Regions from separate parts of the Hordeum vulgare genome. Here region 1 is linked to region 2. Evidence: chromatin contacts called from public Hi-C data. All regions are on one chromosome and are shown on one strand. Each heading gives the region's core, a stretch centred on a gene start, on an enhancer-like site or on the middle of the called end of the contact. The rest is flanking DNA. Distances are from core to core; before and after follow the strand shown.

Region 1 (4,666 bases), core at 627-3,126, 460 kb after region 2:
GGACTAATAATACAACCAATAATCGGCTATACAAAGTTGACACATCACCTACCTTTAATCTATGCCCATTTATACAATAGTGAGATGTACTTGTATGTTATGCCATTAAGAGCATTTACAGTCGTGTATGATAAATATGACACGTCAAATGCCAACGGCGTGTCTGAGTGGGCACGTCTCAAATTAGCACATGTGTTCGGTTACTTCATATATATTTCTAAATCCATACAAAAGCGTGCAAACGAAAAAAAACTACGTACTACATAGATCACCTAGCTATCCTCGTTAGAGATGTCGACTATCTTCGTGCCCGATTCTGGATGCATGGGTGGCAGCTGCAGCTCCGGCTGCTCCGCTCCGGTCTCCTCCTACTCTATGCCCGCCTCAAGGTCGACGAAGAGCGCGTCGGACTCCGCCTGCTTTTGTCTGAGGAACCATTTGGTTGGTCTCCACATAGGCCTCATCCTGGATGGACTTGAGGATGTTGTGCCGCTCCGTCATTTCCTCGGCTTGGGCGATGGCGAACTCCGCCTCCACCTGTGCCATGTTAAACCCCAGAGCAGAATGTTACGCCTTGTCTTCCTCCGGATTTGCCACCTCCGCCGGCTTCGGTAGCTGCTCTCCCTCCTCTTCCTCCTCCGACTGCTGCTCCTCCTCCTCCTCCTCCGTCTCCGACGAGTCCGGAGGCAGCCCGACAACGATGCGGACGGCGAGCCTAGCCTGGATATTCTCCTTGATCTGCCTCCGATGCTCCGGCATAAGTGCCGCGTAGGTGTCGATCTTCCATTGAACCATGGCAATGTCGGAGAGCGTGAGAGAGCGCGGGAGAGGAGGCGGACGGGCTTGGGTGGTGGCGCGAAGAGGGATGAGGTGAATGGGCCACCGCTCGGGGACGTCAGGCGGCTTAAATAGCCGAATTTGGCATCGGGCAACGAGCCGGAGCGGCACCACGCGGCGTTCACAACGCGACAACGGAGGAGGCGTCCGTCACACCATCGAACTTCCGGGCGATTCCTCGTGAGACCCCTTCGTCTGTCCTACGTGGCGGCGCGCTCGGACATTCGTCCCATATTTGGGTTGGATATGAAAGATATCAGCTAGCTCGGATGTTTGAGACTCGTCTAAGTCGGATTTTCGTGACCGCTCAATGATCAAACGGGCCATCCGGACGTTTGGGACAGGTTTGGGAATGTAGATGTTGTAAGCTCATCATATCAGCCTTGTATGCCCGGAATCAAATGCTTTGGTGGTTAGCATCTACAACCGAAGCCCCCATACCCATCTCAAATGTCCGAACAGGCTGTTTGGTGAGTGATCGGTTACAAAAACGCGATCGAACCGGATCACTCATACCCGTCTCAAACACTCGGACTGACCGGCACCCATCGTATCCATCTTAAATATAAGAACGATACGATGGCTCGCGGATGCGCCCGGACACACTTTGTCAGTTTGCCACGTAGGACGCAACACTATCGTGGACCACCTTTTTTTTCTCTCTCTCTCTCTTATTCTTCATCAATCACATCCTAGTGACCGGACATATGAAAAAGAAATAAAAATTCATGACTGCATGGATTAAAAAAATAAAAACTCAGAACGGACACGTGAACGTGTTATGTTTGCTAAGTCCAGGTAAAGACCTGTGATATGCGGGGAACCGTTCGAGTTCTTTAACCAAGCTGGCATAAAGATCACAAGACCACATAGTATAATCACAGGCAATCAGGCATAGGGATATAAATTAAACGGCATGCCGACTGGACTCTGAATCAGAGTGCACTAGCAACGGTGGAATCCGTTGACGCGCTGGGGGATCTTGCTCACCAAAGTACCACTTTCTTTAGTGCGTCCTCACGATCGACGGCGACGAGGCGCTGCGTGCTGCGGGCGGGGCCCGCCACCACCTCCGCCTCTAGCGCCGTGAGCAGGGTTGGTGGTTGCAGGCTTGGAGCCATGTGAATGTGTACTTTGCGATTAGGCTGCTAGGATATGCCTTTTGGTACTTTGAGATGGGAATCATGAGCCCTTGTTGAGTCCAGTCATGCAGAAGTTCAAAATTGTTCTTGAATTTTTAAAAATGTGTTCATGACCATGTGCCGTACACTAATTAACCGAGTATCATGAGTTCGTGACCATATGACGTACACTTGTTAAACACAGATGGATCTCTGAAGATAGCTCGTTTCGTTATTTAGCATTCGATCACCACAGAGCCCCAGACTCTATTTGTTGACGCGACATCTCTCTTTCGATGAGGGGCATGTTGGGAATTAATACTTCCTCATACAAACTTTTTTACTCGGTTCTTGTAATCTTCTACACTCATAGTGCACGAGGAACAACGTGAGATGACTTGGGTAGGCATAGTTGCTCCGTAGAACCTGTGTAAAGAAGGTCAGGTTGAGGTAAAATAATAAAAAACTAACATCTGCATTTAGTTTTATTGCGTGCATACGTTTGGGGCTGCATGAGGTGTCACTATGGGCATGGTGTTTGGTTGTCCGCTTGTGCACGGTCAAACACACAGCCTGCTGTTTGATGGCATGCACCGTGTGTTGTCTGGTAACCTCTTCGACACGATGATGAGGTTACCAACACACATCGGCCTCGGAAAGAACACACATAATAGAACATAGAGTAGATATAAATATTATGCCACGCATAACAGATCAGTTCAAAATAGCAGCCGATACTAAAGTAAAGCAGCTGGAGCATGTCGGGATTGTCTTAGGGGTTCACGGCGAAGGCGTCGTCTTGCTTCCCGCATCTGGTCACCACTTCAATGCCGTTGTCATTGAAAATGATAACCTTCAGCTTTTGGGAGTGAGCAGCTTAAAGTTCACCATGAAGCCTATCTTGATCTGATGGGCAATAGCGAAGGTGGCCCAGCCCTGATCGAGGGTGACCGTGTCATTCAACAGACGCACAGTCACCCTCCAGGAGCACTCGGTGTTGGTCTTTAGTTTGAACTCATGTGGCACTGACGGGAAATGCTTCGTGAAATCCGGTGTCATAGGTATGACCTCCAGGAGGGGAGCCATGGGCACCTTGCAGAAGTTGGTTGGCCCTCCAACACCATGGTAGTGGTTGTAGTTCTGACGCTTGCCATTATGGGGCTCCTCCGGCTGGTCGTCGTCCCTACCAGGGGTCTCGACGGGCGTCACCTCCGATGGTGGCACCACATCCTTGCCCTTGTCTTGCTCCTTGGGTGGCACCACCTCCTTCCCCATACTCTCTGTGTCGATCTGCATAATGAAGAGGTTCAAATGGTTAGGATCTGCAATATGAATATTACAACATCGTCATTAAAACCTATCATCAAGAATCCTTTATTTAGCCAGCATGATGGTCACCACTCCACCTATCTGTCTCTCACTTTTCCCCCAACCCATCGACATGAACTCCGGCAACAAGTCGAACCCCGACCCCAACTGCACCCCCAACCCCTTCCCTTGGGGCATTGGATGAAGAGCATTCTTCCAAGGGTGCTCGCTCGGTGACCGCACCAAGTTTTATAACACCATGAAAGTGTGCTCAAACTTCAGCAGCATGAAAGAGCTGCACAAAGAGGCAGGCGTTGTGGTGAAGAAGGCCACACTTGATAAGCTGAAAACACTAATTCCTAACCCAACTAAGGGTGCTATGTTAGTGGATATACTTCGTTGGGCCATGAATTAGGCTAACTCCAGCGACGCTGGACTCACGGTAAGGTGGTCCAAGTACAGACACTATCGGTGTCCTCGTGACCATCGGTCGACAGTGTATTTGACCACAAACATTGTGGTGGTGCCGCTCGAGGTGGATCAAGAACCGATGCATATGGAGGTGGAAGAAGATGCGGTGGGCATGATAGTAAGGGCGCTGGTGCTAGGACACTGAAGCCTCATCATCGAGCTATACTCCGGTGAGGAAGAAGAGACAGATAAGAACAATACCAAGACGAAGGCCAAGGCCACCCGCCGCTCCAATCGCCTTCGGGGTCCCCAAGGATAAGATCCGTGCATACTGTGTAATATGAACCATAATCCCCATCCCACTTGTACTCAATCTGAATCCGGAACCTCTTCCCCAATCCCTTAGTCATGTCGATACCCTGTTTCCCTAAACCCCTAACTCGAATCAAATGCAAAGTAGTAGGTGTGAATGGGAAAATTTTCTTACCACCATGGCCGACGTGTTGTGTTGCGGATTCCGGTGAAGGTGGCCGGAGGTCGACTTGTTGTTCTTCGATTTGCTGTACGCTGTCGCTGCCACTGTAGGTGAGTGGAGAGAGGGGGGAACATAAAGGAGAGAGAGAGAGGTGAGGGAAGGTCAGGGTGATAACTGTCGGCGCTTCGGGAAGAAACGCGGCTTCTCGAGGGTGGATCCTCGTGTGCAGCTCCTGTCGCCCACGTGCCTCGATAAGGTGTGGCTCGCGAGAAACTGTTGATCTGAACGTGCCTCGCGAGACAGGCCGAGAGTTGCTTTAAACTTCGTGCGATGCAGCCCAATAATGAACGCATGCAGCCAATCAACCAGTTTTCTTCCTGTGCGGGCCTTGTTAACCCATATGCGGACAACCAAACGCGCCCTTGGGCTCTCTATTGTTATCCCACAACATGTTACAAGAACTGTATTCAAAGACGATACAAGAACGCACACACTATATCTCGCATTAAGTGAG
Region 2 (4,166 bases), core at 1,462-3,961:
GCCATGAAAAAACATTTGAAAATAGTTATATTACCTCTGTTCTAGATCTTTTCTTGGCAGTCTTCACTAGATGGACATTTTTCTTCTTGCCTTTCTCTGGATTCTTGCTACAACCAGACTTGTTGTGCCCTGTTGTGCCACACATTGAACAAACTATAATTATGCCATGCTTGCTCATTTTCTTGCCCACTGATTTCTCATGGTCTTCCCTCTTCCTTGCATTCTTCTTGGGCCTCCCTAGCATCCTAACATAACCAGGTGCTTGTGGCCTAGGATTAGCAGAAATAGCCCACGTCTCCTCACCCTCCACGGGTTGCAAGGAGTGGTCATAAATTATGTTGAATGTTTCAATGATGTAGCAAGGACTTTGATTTTTTGAATACAGTGCTTCTTTTTGTCACCAGCACATATCTCCTTAGTGCTTTCACAAGTTGGTTCTTGCTTCTAAAGACCATTGACAACACAAACTTTGGAATTTTTGTGCCATTCTTCTATCTTGGAAACCTGCTCTTCCTCCTCACAGACTTTCCATCTGAATCTTCACTATAACAGTAGTCCTCATCTGATGAATCATAGTTCGAGTCCTTCTCATCTCCATCCAGCTGTTCCTCCATGTTTGCAATCAAATTAACTGGGACTGCTTCAGTGAGATCTCTTCCAATCTAGCTTTTAGTATCTTTCAATTTTTTTAAAAAAAATCCTGGCATGCCTTCTTAGCTCTACCACTTCCGAACCTTCACCACTGTCCTCGCTATGAGGCATGTATTCAGGGTCACTGTATTCACTTTCAACAACTGGAGCTGCCATCAAAGGTTGTTGTGAAGAAACATAAATTGGGCTTACATCAACAGTTTGTGGCATTGCATCAGAAACAAAAGCTTGACTTGGATTGCAAAGTTGGGAAAACACAGGTTCATCAATATCAGTAGCCACTTGATGTCTCCTTGCTCTTGAATACTTCACAACACTAGAAATTATTTCAGTAATAACACCTGTGTCATCAGGAACTAGAACAACATCTTCAGACCCAGCTTCAGCAGTCATGAGAGCAGGTTGATCATCACTTATATGCATAATTTCATCCTCAAAATCACTGCAGCTACTACTATCCTCACTGTCCTCCTCCCCATGGTACTCAACATAAACATCAGCCACTCTTCCAACACATACATACTCACCCATCTCAACACATTTCATGTCATTATTCAGAAATACAAATCCATCTGCCAAAGCTTTCGCAGGAATGAGAAAATATATCTTCATTGATTCTTTCAGCTGCACATGATCCTTCAAGTAACCTTTTACATCCTACAATGATAGCTTGTCCCTCTCGATTTCAGAATACTCCTCATCACCCCCAACATAATCTAGTTTCAGACCAATGCGGATGAACTCGCCTCCCACGTGAAATCTAACATTTAGAATCTCTATCTGGTCCATGGTTTAACTAAAAATAAACACAACCATATCACTCTTCTGCGATACTAATACCATATAAACAGAAGAATCGACTCCAAATCTAACAAAAACCCTTCTTTTCCGTCATAGAAAATTACAACTTTTCCCCTTATAAACCCTAACCCTAATGCTACGGACAGAGGCCTCAAGACGGTGGCCAGAAGAGGAGGATTTCAAGGACATACCTTTTCTCGTTACTCGTCGCAGATCGTCGTTTCGATCGTCGCCGCCGCGGTCGATCACCCGCCTGTCGCCATTCACGCCGGGAAAGCAGAGAAAAAGCAGGGGAGGCCTCCTCAACTTCTACCGTCATGGGCTCCTTCGACTGGAAGGGGTGCATAAGCCCGAGTACATGGTCTCTCTCACTGGGCCGGTCCAGCTGGCCCAAACATACCAACCAATTCCCTCACCCCCCCCTGCCCGCCTAACATGAAAAAAAGCAATCCTAGCTCCCTATTTGGGAAGGCCTCCAGAGTTTAATTTAGACCGGAATTCGAGAGTTGGGAGTGCTGATTTCAGGGACTTGGACTTGGGGGTCCAATTTCGCTAGCCTCTACGAGTTCAAGGTTCATTTTAAACTTTTTCCTATATGTAGGTATAAAGGGGAAACTGGACCAAATCAAGGTGGGGCGGCTGCCACACCTTGCCCACCGGAATCCTCCGCCATTGTGCGTTGTGTGTGTGTGCTACAGTGCGTTACTGCATGTATATGTACTGTTGCATATGTGTTACTATCGTTGTATGTGCTACTGCCCCGCATTGATATTATGTGTGCTACTGTCTCACACACACATATCATATGAGGGGCAAAATAGTCTTTTTAGATAACATTTAGGCATAAAATGATCAAAATATAATAAAAGACATGAGATTTAAACTCATTATAATATAGGAAAGAGAAAACTACTCATTGTTAAATAAGGAAAGAAAATTTAAGATAGTGTTAAATAAAAAACTGTTTCTTTTATCTAAGTATCTTTGTTTTGTATTTGAAGAAGCCTTAAACAAACTAGTGGTCTACATGCTGTACAAAGAGCGACAAGGGATATGTACACGCACGGTGGAGTTCCGTGGCCCACCAGCGCGGGCGCTTCGCCACCGGACGCGTGGGGCAACGATACGCAACGATGTGTGGCTCACCCGCACCTCGCGCCGGCGTCTCGCCGCACTGGGAAAGTCCAGCGCCGCGTGCAGAATTGCGGACTACCCGGACTCGCTCGACGGGAGACAGTTGGCCTCCGGTCCGGGGATGAGTGCATGGCGCACGGTGACGTGGCGTGGGCCACGTCATGTTCAAGCTGCCTTTTTGGCCACGGTGACTCCACGAGGCCCGTCTGCGATGAGCCAAAGGCGCGTTCCGGTCCACGTCGCCGGCCACGCGTGTGCGGCTCGCCCCGGCGGTCTCGCCCGGCCCCCCTACAGCGGTTGCTCGTGGGATATTCGCGGCTCGTCGCGATGATGCTCTGGTCAGGTCGACGTCGCTGACCGTACAGTTGGGTTGTGCGGGTGCGTCGTTGGCCACATGCATGGTCTTCAGTTCGTCACATGGGTCAATCTAGTTGCAGTGCTGCACCATCGCATCGCGGCAGTTTACGTGTCGCACACGCGAACATGCGCGATCTACACATGAATGGCCGTACGTGCATGCAACCTCGCATTATCGCACTCTGTTTTTAAATATTTGTGTTTTTATAGATTCAACTATGAATTACATATAAAATAAAAGGAATTAATCTGTATTTTAAATTATGTTTGTATACATCAGTATATAGTTTATAATAAAATTTTCAGAAAAATAAATATTTAGAAACAAATGAAGTATAAGTCTTCTAGAGATTCCACTATTGAATTACATACAAATGTATATAGACATATTTTTAAATATGAATTCATTTATTTTGCTTTGTATGTATTTTTATTAAAATGTCTAAAAAGATATATATTTAAAAATGAAAGGAATATATTGGTTCTGTACCGCTGCCTGCCTTATACCTACCGAAACATGCATTGGCTCTGTATATACCACCTCAGCTCAGGCAGGGACCACGCATGCCCGTACATCTCAACATCCACATTAGAGTAAGTACAATAGAGTTGAGTCAGCTGGCTATAACAAATAAACTAATATGTTTTTGTTTCGTTAGAGGAAAGAGAAGAGGAGAGAAGGTAAGCGCTAGCACGTGCTCCTAGGCATTTTGTGAGTATGAAAGGTGGACCACATAATAAAAAAGTAGTACACTTTTACAATGAACTATTGTGCATGTTGGCTATAAGATGGGTTATAGATAACATGACAATAGCTTATAGCGAGCAGCTGGCTATACTATTATACTTGCTCTTAATCATACGAGAGCAACCCCAACCGATTCACACGCGTTCTATCTGTTTTTATCCGTTTAGATCGTGTGCCCGTTCTTTTATGTTAGTTTTGAAGTTTGGGTCGATCAATGCGTTCAATGAAAAAGCATAAATATTATGTACATGTTCATGTTAGCATTTTGTCAAACCCCTCGGGAGTGAGCAGCTCGCTCCATCCCCGTAAGATCGCCTCTGCTTCGCCGCCCCGCCTCGCCGCCCCGCGCCCACACGGCCGCACGGGCATTGCCCATGCCCCGCCAGCTGGCCTCTGTGTCATCACCCTGTTTGTGCCCCGCCAGCTCGTTCTTGCCCATGCTCCCGCACAGCTCGCCCTATCCCCACGAGCTCGC

Evidence for each region. Hi-C and Micro-C count contacts between places; a contact is called where the count stands out from the background.
Region 1: a contact with region 2 is called in a Hi-C map of seedling, with 4 times the contacts expected there. The contact joins two enhancer-like sites. A contact is called at or near these places in 2 of 6 Hi-C or Micro-C datasets (leaf and seedling).

Annotation. Positions count from the first base shown.
Region 1 is chr4H:76,460,290-76,464,955 of MorexV3_pseudomolecules_assembly, forward strand. No RefSeq gene overlaps it. Among protein-coding and RNA genes, the nearest start is that of TRNAS-GCU, 8.1 kb to the right of the region's middle. Within about 2 kb of position 1,877, at least 3 of the 3 cell types and tissues checked have open chromatin away from gene starts, as enhancers often do. A contact at or near this core is called in leaf and seedling, where this site is marked.
Region 2 is chr4H:76,001,335-76,005,500 of MorexV3_pseudomolecules_assembly, forward strand. No RefSeq gene overlaps it. Among protein-coding and RNA genes, the nearest start is that of LOC123447932, 82 kb to the right of the region's middle. Within about 2 kb of position 2,712, at least 3 of the 3 cell types and tissues checked have open chromatin away from gene starts, as enhancers often do. A contact at or near this core is called in leaf and seedling, where this site is marked.